2 separate regions of the Hordeum vulgare genome follow, and region 1 is linked to region 2. The links are chromatin contacts, called in public Hi-C maps. All regions are on one chromosome and are shown on one strand. Each heading gives the region's core, a stretch centred on a gene start, on an enhancer-like site or on the middle of the called end of the contact. The rest is flanking DNA. Distances are from core to core; before and after follow the strand shown.

Region 1 (4,725 bases), core at 446-2,945, 240 kb after region 2:
ATAATATTGTGCTTACTAGAGTATCCGAACTTATTGATGAGGAGAATAGAGTTTGGGATGAGGATCTTATTAGACAGCTTTTTTGGCCAATTGATGCCGAACGCATACTAAACATACCACTGGCACTTGGGATGATGACAGATTTTGTTTCTTGGCACCCGAACAGACGCGGTGTATTCTCTGTTAAATCGGCTTATCATGAAGAATGGGAATTCCAACATGGGCGAAAGTTGAGGAGGACAAGCAACCATCAAACCTCAGGTATTAACCCTATCTGGAAAACCCTTTGGAAGTTAAGGATCCCGGCGAAGGTCAAAATCCATGTTTGGAGAACCTTGTTGGGCCCAATACCTTGCTATGGGGTCCTGGCGAACCGTCATATCAGAACCAGCTCGCAATGTCCCTTATGCACATCAGATTGTGAAAGTATCAAACATGTGATGTTCCAGTGCCCGCGTGTGTTGGAAATCTGGCGAATCCTGGGGTTGTCTAGTCTTATCCAGGAAGTATGCACGATGGAAAGGGATGGGGGTGCGATACTACAAGACTTGTTGCTGTCCAAGAGTAATATCCACTCGCACATAGCTGATGTTGGTAGGGGGGAACTCATCGCTACTGCTGTTTGGTACGTGTGGTGGGAGAGAAGGCAATTTACTAATGGTGAGAAAGTATATGAACCACCCAGATCAGCACATGCGATATCATCCCTAGCTAAAAACTTCTCCCGGGCCGGGGGAAAAACGCTGAGTTTCCTCCGTCACGGTTGGAATCCACCTGGTGCTGGCCTCTACAAATTCAATGTTGATGCCTGCTTCAATACCGACGCCGGGACAGGAAGTTCAGGGGCACTTGTACGCGACGATAAAGGCACCTTCATGGCGGCTCTGTGCAGCGACATCCCCTTTGCTGAGGATGCAGGATCGGCGGAAGCTAGAGGTCTGAGAGATGGGCTTCTATTGGCGAATGAATTGGGGCTGGAACAGCTTATGGTTGAGTGTGATTGCATGGAGGTGGTGGACACTATGTGCGACGGAGGAAACTCACTTGGACCGGCTGCTGCAATATATGAAGAATGTGCTTTCCTGGCTAAGAATTTTAGTTTCATCCAATTTCAGTTATGCCCTAGGGATGCCAATATGGTAGCTGATACTCTTGCTAGAAATGTTGTAACCATTCGAACTATTAAGTGGTTTGAGGAACCCCGGGTTTCCTTGTCGATGTATTAGCAAACGATGTAACACTCCTTTCTTATGAAATATAAAGGCCATCCTGGCCTTCCCCGTTCAAAAAAAAAAAAACTTTCAGTGTGCGCCTGCTTTTACCTCTCGCTTCACCCTTTTGCACCGGAACTGAAACGCGCTGTAGTGGTACGTGACCACGCATGCAAATCAAACCACTGTCGATCCATCGATCGATCATTTGCATGGTCAAAAAAGGATGGATATGCATGGCTGCCCGCCGGTGGCTGGCTTTAGCCACACTCCAAAGCTAGAGCCCTCCAGCTCGCGCTCGCTCGGGCTCCGGCCCTGATGGCTCATCCACCGAATCACCAAACGAGAATTGCCGCCTAAGCTGCCTGCGTATCCCACCAATGGCCGTGCAGGTGCAGCCCCCAAACTAATGGCGCGGTGGTGGTTGGTGTGCCGGCTTGACACACACACCCTATATATACAAATAAACTCGAGCGCCAGTTCCACACATCCATCCAGCCCGTCCTGCATATCCTCACCTGGCCATCAGCTCTCTCCTCGAGAGCTCTGGACCATTCCCATATATAGAGCGGCTAGCTCCAAGCTAGCCTAGCTAGAGCCCTAGCTAGACACCGCCGGCCATGGCCATGACTATCTACTCCGGTCTTCACTGTTCTCTCCTCATGGCAACCCTGACGCTGCTCGTCGTCCAGGCGCAGGGCATCACCCGGCACTACGATTTCAACGTACGTCCACGTCCAGTACCTAGCTAGCCTATCCTAGCCAGTGCATGCACGCAAGCATGCATGTTGTGCTTGATTGTCTGCAGGTGGTGTGCGTTGTTGTTGAAACTTTGAAAGCCTTTGTTGATCGATCGTGTGCAGATTCAAATGGCGAACGTGACGAGGCTGTGCGGCACGAAGAGCATCGTGACGGTGAACGGGCAGTTCCCGGGGCCGGAGCTGATCGCGAGGGAGGGCGACCGCGTGCACGTCCGCGTCACCAACCACGTCGCGCACAACATGTCAATCCACTGGTACGACTGACCGACCGACCCACATTCCCTGCCTTTAAGCTTTAGCCTTTAGCTTTAGTTTGTTCCGCCGTCGCCGGAGAAGACAACCCCGACAATTTCCGCATGCACGAAGCTTTTTCAAACTTGAATCACTCGTCGTTGTTGTCGTTGTCGTGGTCGTCGCAGGCACGGCGTCCGGCAGATGCGGACTGGATGGGCGGACGGGCCGGCGTACATCACGCAGTGCCCGATCCAGACGGGGCAGACCTACGTGTACAAGTTCACGGTGACCGCGCAGCGCGGCACGCTGTGGTGGCACGCGCACATCTCCTGGTTCCGCTCCACCGTCTACGGCGCCATCGTCATCCTCCCCAAGCTCGGCGTCCCCTACCCGTTCCCGGCGCCGCACAAGGAGCTCCCCGTCATCTTCGGTCAGTAGTAACCGCTACTCTGCTGCATGCGACTGAAGATTTGCTGCATGCATGAGCTTGCGACTTTGATCGTAAAGGTTGGCTTTGGTCTTGGACGATGGTGCAGGTGAATGGTGGTTGTCGGACACCGAGGCCATAGTCAGCACGGCCCTCAAGGTGGGCGGAGCCCCCAACATCTCCGACGCGTTCACGATCAACGGCCTTCCTGGGCCGCTCTACGACTGCTCCGCCAAAGGTACGTACGCACTGCGTGGTGTGCAAAACGGAGCTGTTTTCCGAAGTCCTAGCTAGGCCGACAGAAAAAGAGCCAAACAACAAAAGAACTACGTAGTAGACAAAAGTGTTTGCCGTTTGCAAGCACTTTGTGCCTCACTGCATTTTTTTTTTCAGCCCTGTACTGACGTAATCACTAGAGTCTATAGGCAAGTACGCCAGGAGGTTTGCCAATCAAAATCACCGAAAAGTGCATCCAACAAGATTCGGCGTTTCTTCCTTGAAACGGAAAGGGAATGGTGCATAAGTTGCTTAGGTCATTGCAATGTTACTATCACCATAACCCCCCGGTGATCGATGCCTGACCTAACATTTGGTGCGCCTTAGCGATTGAATGCTGTTGGGGCTGGCCCCGTGCTACGTAATAAACAAATCATTAGTTACGCCACACACACACACCCCGGACTGTGCAAGCCATCGTCCTACTGGTACTTTGGCGAGGTGTGTGTATATATGCATGCACGGCCGAGTAGTAGATAGATTATGTACGTGGTAGTACGTAAAATACAGTACATATGGTAATTAACTAACTGGTCGCCGTGCATGCATGTACGAACGAACGCATGCAGACACGTTCAAGCTGAAGGTGGAGCCCGGGAAGACGTACCTGCTGCGCCTCATCAACGCCGCGCTCAACGACGAGCTCTTCTTCTCCGTGGCCAACCACACGCTCACTGTCGTCGAGGTCGACGCCGTGTACGTGAAGCCGTTCACCGTCAAGACCCTGGTCATCTCCCCGGGCCAGACCACCAATGTCCTGCTCGCCACCAAGCCGGTCTACCCCGGCGCCAACTTCTACATGTTGGCCCGGCCCTACTCCACCATCAGGCCCGGCACCTTCGACAACTCCACCGTCGCCGGCATCCTCGAGTACCGCAACCCCGGCTCGCCCTCTTCGTCAAGCTTCGACAAGGCCTTGCCCATCTTCAAGCCGATGCTGCCCTACTACAACGACACCAACTTCGTCACCAACTTCACGACCAAGCTCCGCAGCCTCGCCACAAAACAGTACCCGGCGGCCGTGCCGCAGTCGGTGGACAGGCGCTTCTTCTTCACCATCGGGCTGGGCACGCTCCCGTGCCCCAAGAACATGACGTGCCAGGGGCCCAACGGCACGCAGTTCGCGGCGGCCGTGAACAACGTCTCCCTCGTGCTCCCGTCCACGGCGCTGCTGCAGTCGCACTTCACCGGCCTCACCAGCGGCGTCTACGCGGCCAACTTCCCGGTCATGCCCCTGTCGCCCTTCAACTACACGGGGACGCCGCCGAACAACACCAACGTGGCCACCGGGACCAAGCTCCTCGCGGTGTCCTTCAACACGTCGGTGGAGCTGGTGATGCAGGACACGAGCATCCTCGGCATCGAGAGCCACCCACTTCACCTCCACGGATTCAACTTCTTCGTGGTCGGGCAAGGCTTCGGCAACTACGACGCCGTGAACGACCCGGCCAAGTTCAACCTCGTCGACCCCGTCGAGCGCAACACCGTCGGCGTGCCGGCCGGCGGGTGGGTGGCCATTCGATTCCTCGCTGACAACCCAGGTAAACACAATTAATTATTCCACGCAATCATCCATACTTGAAACACAATGCACTAATAATTAAGGACCAATTAATTAACTTGTGAGATACTCATGCATGAACGCCACTGTTGTTGTTGTTGTGTGTATGCGTATGCAGGTGTATGGTTCATGCATTGCCATTTGGAGGTGCACACGACATGGGGTCTGAGAATGGCGTGGCTGGTGCAGGACGGCAGCAAGCCGAGCCAGAAGCTGCTGCCCCCGCCGTCTGACATGCCCAAATGCTGAATGGAT
Region 2 (4,900 bases), core at 1,707-4,206:
TATCAGTACCAGACTAGACATGCCAATAGTTGGTAAATCTGTTTGGCATGGCAAGGTGTATAAATGAAGGCCTTTGTAAGCCCTAGAACTCCCCTTTTGCTTATCGAAAACGCTGTCTGACTCTCGGTAGGCGATCCTGTAGTCATAATCTATTCGATCACTAGCTTGACCTGCAATTGGCACCACAAAATGTCATGATGTTTCCTTGAATCTTGTCATGCAGCTCTGCCGATGAAAAATAGGTGTTTCAGCTAGCCTGAATATCCTGCCCTGTCCGTTTTCCTTTGTAGTTTTCGCCTCTTGCATGACAAGGACAATTTGTTGGAGGAATGAATCAAGCAGATCACTAATCAGTATTTCTTTCATGTAATGCGCTGAATGTGTGCATGCAATTCTTTAACGTATTCATACCGCAATACCAGTTATTCACAACTCAAATAAAATAAAATAAAAGAGAGAGAGAGTGAGAGAGTTGTTCAATGTAGAAGGTGCACGACTCTCGTAAAGACTAAAGACGACGCGGATTCATTACCAGGAACGATTCCGACGGAAAGCGCGAGACGCACAACACCATACACACCCTCTCTACGCATACATTTACACTCGTGAAAAATGAGAGAAGCATTACCTTGCCTAGACTAGAAGGCGGCCAATAGTACATGGCGTAAGCTCGAAGCACTTGGTACGCATCACAGCCAGCCACGCGAAGTGGGCTCCTGTAAGGCTGTGACCATCGAAACCGAAAGGGAAGTAGATTAGGAGACGAGGTTGGGTCAGGCATCCTTCTCCTCCTTTTTGGAAGCTTGCATGCGGAAAAAAAGAAGATGGATCAACAGTTCGAGTCTTGGAGCACAACACACAAAAAATCCCAACCAACAACGCACGCACCTGCCCGCCTTGAAAATCACGGATCTCCCCGGCCAGTTCCGCGGCATTATTACTCGTGCCACTCATCGAGCTAGCACGCCAAAGGCCAGACAACCGGTGGGCGATGCGAATGTGCCGCCAATCAGCAACAGGCTCCGACCACCTTCCTTCCTCCTCCGATCCGGCCCCAGGGTCCTGCTCTGTCCATCTATCAGGTATATATCAGCCATGTCGCTCTCCTCGCCGGTTCCAGTCCCTTGGCATGCAAGGAGGATGCAGGATACGACGGCGGGAAAGCCAGGCCGTGTGATCCGCGGCTGCTCCACTTGGGCGCCCCTCTGACCTTTAGTTCTTCCAAACAAAGCGGGGGAGGACCCGTCTCCAACCACTTCTGATTTCAACAGTTTGGTGGAGGCGATCCAGCGGGACTGGACTGCAAGACATCTCCTCCTGGTTCGGTTGGTCGCACGTATACACTTGGCTTGGCTAATGGCTAATGGCTTGGCATGTCGTCGCTGCTCTTCTAGAATAATGGAAAAGCAGTAACAGTATGTGGAGAAGTTAACGTCGCTAGCTACCTGCTTAAGGAAAAAGTTGAACGTCGGCCGGCGCCGGATGGTGAGATGGAAATGCGGTGTTCCTTAAGTAACCCAATTCGCCAAGGTGCTGCGTTTCAACGCTGCACGTACGCAGATAGGAGCTTCAAGTTCGTGGACACGTTGTTGTTCGCTCACATGTGTTGCTTCTTTTTGAACCTTATCCAAGAATGCCTTGATGTGAAGGGCTTGCCCTCCCTCCGTCCCAAAATAAATGTCGTTGATCTAGTATAAAATTTATATTAATTTTATATAAAATTTACGACACTTATTTTGAGACGAAGAGAGTACATTGTAGCGGTACATTTTGATCGTACAGCGACGTGATCATCAAGCTGCAACATTGAGTGAATCAATGAGTTGACCAACACATAGAGTAACAGGAAGCAAATCCTACGATCTCCATTGGCTACATGCTTTTCATCTGTGCAATCGCGCTGCAATACCTCATGTCGGTGTTTGATATGGTGTACCACTGATGAAGTAGCGACTTTCGCACTACTCCTATAAGGGCATCTTTAATAGTCATATGATCATTGTTGGTAAAATTGTCACATAGACGATTTTAATGGCATGACATATAATAAAAGAAGAGAGAGAATGAAATCGTATGAACTTGAAACAACGGTTCAGGCACAAGCTTTGAGACAAACATGATCATTTCTTCAACATTTAGTGGACCTGCTTAGAGGGTGCTTGGATCCAAGAGACTTAAACTAGTCTCTTTAAGAGGCTAAAGTTCCAAGCACCCCTGACTAAAGAGAGACTAAAACTAGTTCTGAGGCTAAAAATCTTTTAGTCAGGGGTACCCCTACTAAAATGTGCATTAGTCCTCTCTCTCCTCATTTAACTCCTCATGCAAGTTCTGGATTGGAGGGTTTGGAGGATAATAAATGCTCATTAACTTGATTGTAGTCTCTTTAGTACTTGGATCCAAGCATGGGTGAGACTAGCAAGTTTTAGTCTCATTACTTTTAGTCATGGGACTAAAACGTATCCAAACATCCTCTTAGCTATTTTACATACGGTTAACATACACTCCATTAAAGAGCTTGTATGATGTGTTGTTGGCTGCTGATGTGGACACATATACCAACGATTGAACATACAAACTGTTGGAGATGCTCTAATCTATTCCGGATTCCAAGTCAAGATATGAAAACTATTCGGGATTACAACTATTCGGGATTAGGAATCACGGAACACCAAGTAAAGATATGAAAACTATTCGGGATTACAACTATACGGGATTAGGAATCACGGAACACCAAGTCAAGATATGAAAACTTAATAACAGTAGTACTACTATTAATCTTGATAATTAAGACCAGACATTGTGCGTGTTAATTAAGCCTTAGAAAGGTCAGAGAAGAGAGGAGAGGACGATGGTCCGGTCAAGAGCTCGATCAGAGTGACATGTAAACAGCCATGCGGTTGACTTTATCCGCACTCCCAAGCTATAGCAACGCAAACGCATTGCGCCGACCTCGTCTCTTGCTCGATCAGTAACCAACCATGCACCAACTAAAGCAAGCGATGGATAGCTCAAGGATAGTTCGAGTAGGTCGTGTCAAAAGGGCTTGAACTAATCCCATGTCCTGCGTGCTGCTCCCCTCCCGTCTATGTTATATATAGGATCCCCTGCCTGGGGCAAGCACATGCAGCAGAGCCATTGATTTAGCCATCCAGAGCTCAGGGAAGGGGAGCTAGCTGAGCCGTACAGAAATGGCGGCCATCCTCGTCGCCGCCGTGATGGTAGTGGTGCTGTCCGTCAACGCGGCGGAGAGCTCCACGGTGGAGTACCAGTTCGATGTGAGTTGCTCAGCTGTTGTAACCACAGTAACGTTCTTGAGTTGTTGCATGCTAGTAGTAGTACTTGACGACGTTGCAATTGGTATGTATGGTTAATGATGGCAGGTGGCGACGATGAACGTGACGCGGCTGTGCGGCAGCAAGAGCATCGTGGCGGTGAACGGGCAGTTCCCAGGCCCCACGGTGTCGGCGAGGGAGGGCGACCTCGTCGTCGTCCGGGTCGTCAACAAGGCCCAGTACAACATGAGCATCCACTGGCACGGCGTCCGGCAGATCCGGAGCGGGTGGGCGGACGGGCCGGCGTACATCACGCAGTGCCCGATCCAGCCGGGCCAGAGCTACGTCTACAAGTTCACGGTGACCGGGCAGCGCGGCACGCTGTGGTGGCACGCGCACATCTCCTGGCTCCGCGCCACCGTCTACGGCCCCATCGTCATCCTCCCCAAGCTCGGCGTCCCCTACCCCTTCGCCGCCCCCTACAAGGAGGTGCCCCTCATGTTCGGTACGTGGTCTTCATCCTATACAAGGTGGTGGCTGGCGGTATGTGTGTGTGTGTGTGCGCATGCATCAATCATTACTTAAGTTTATTTGTGTTGTTTTACGTGCGTGCGTGCTCAGGCGAATGGTGGAAGGCGGACACGGAGGCGGTGATCAGCCAGGCACTTCAGACCGGAGGAGGCCCGAATGTCTCCGACGCCTTCACCATCAATGGCCTCCCAGGGCCGCTCTACAACTGCTCCGCCAAAGGTTTGCCTACTTCATCTACCTGACTACCTTGATGGGTGTGTGTTACTGATGAAGCAAGCAAGCTGACTGCACCTGCATGCGTGCGTGCGTGCGTGCCATGCAGACACGTTCAAGCTCAAGGTGAAGCCCGGGAAGACGTACATGCTCCGCATCATCAACGCCGCACTCAACGACGAGCTCTTCTTCTCCATCGCCGGACACCCGCTCACCATCGTCGACGTCGACGCCGTCTACATCAAGCCCATCACCGTCGAGACCCTCATCATCACCCCGGGCCAAACCACCAACGTCCTCCTCACGGCCAAGCCGTCCTACCCCGGGGCGACCTACTACATGCTGGCCGCGCCCTACTCCACGGCGGCCTCCGGGACCTTCGACAACACCACCGTCGCCGGCATCCTCGAGTACGTGGACCCCAGCTCCCCCTCCTCCGCGGGCTTCAACAAGAACCTCCCGCTGCTCAGGCCGACCCTGCCCCAGATCAACGACACGAGCTTCGTCTCCAATTACACCGACAAGCTCCGGAGCCTCGCCACGGAGGAGTACCCGGCGGCGGTGCCGCAGGAAGTGGACAGGCGGTTCTTCTTCACGGTGGGGCTGGGCACCCACCCCTGCGCCGTCAACGGGACGTGCCAGGGGCCGACGAACGACAGCCGGTTCGCGGCGGCCGTGAACAACGTCTCCTTCGTGCTCCCCACGACGGCGCTGCTGCAGTCGCATTACACGGGGATGTCCAACGGGGTGTACTCGTCCAACTTCCCCGCCGTGCCCAAGTCGCCGTTCAACTACACGGGCACGCCGCCGAACAACACGAACGTGTCCAACGGGACCAGGCTGGTCGTGCTGTCGTACGGCGACGCCGTGGAGCTGGTGATGCA

Evidence for each region. Hi-C and Micro-C count contacts between places; a contact is called where the count stands out from the background.
Region 1: a Hi-C map of seedling shows a contact between it and region 2, with 5 times the contacts expected there. The contact joins the promoter of LOC123444920 here to the promoter of LOC123444918 in region 2. A contact is called at or near these places in 4 of 6 Hi-C or Micro-C datasets (leaf and seedling).

Annotation. Positions count from the first base shown.
Region 1 is chr3H:549,617,423-549,622,147 of MorexV3_pseudomolecules_assembly, forward strand. LOC123444920 (laccase-4-like) reads left to right here and starts at 1,696. Exons shown (of 6, transcript XM_045121806.1): 1 at 1,696-1,936; 2 at 2,075-2,226; 3 at 2,392-2,636; 4 at 2,743-2,871; 5 at 3,479-4,450; 6 at 4,589-4,725. The coding sequence starts at 1,832. The coding sequence ends at 4,719.
Region 2 is chr3H:549,377,757-549,382,656 of MorexV3_pseudomolecules_assembly, forward strand. LOC123444918 (laccase-12-like) reads left to right here and starts at 2,957. Exons shown (of 5, transcript XM_045121804.1): 1 at 2,957-3,275; 2 at 3,381-3,777; 3 at 3,894-4,022; 4 at 4,126-4,900. The coding sequence starts at 3,189.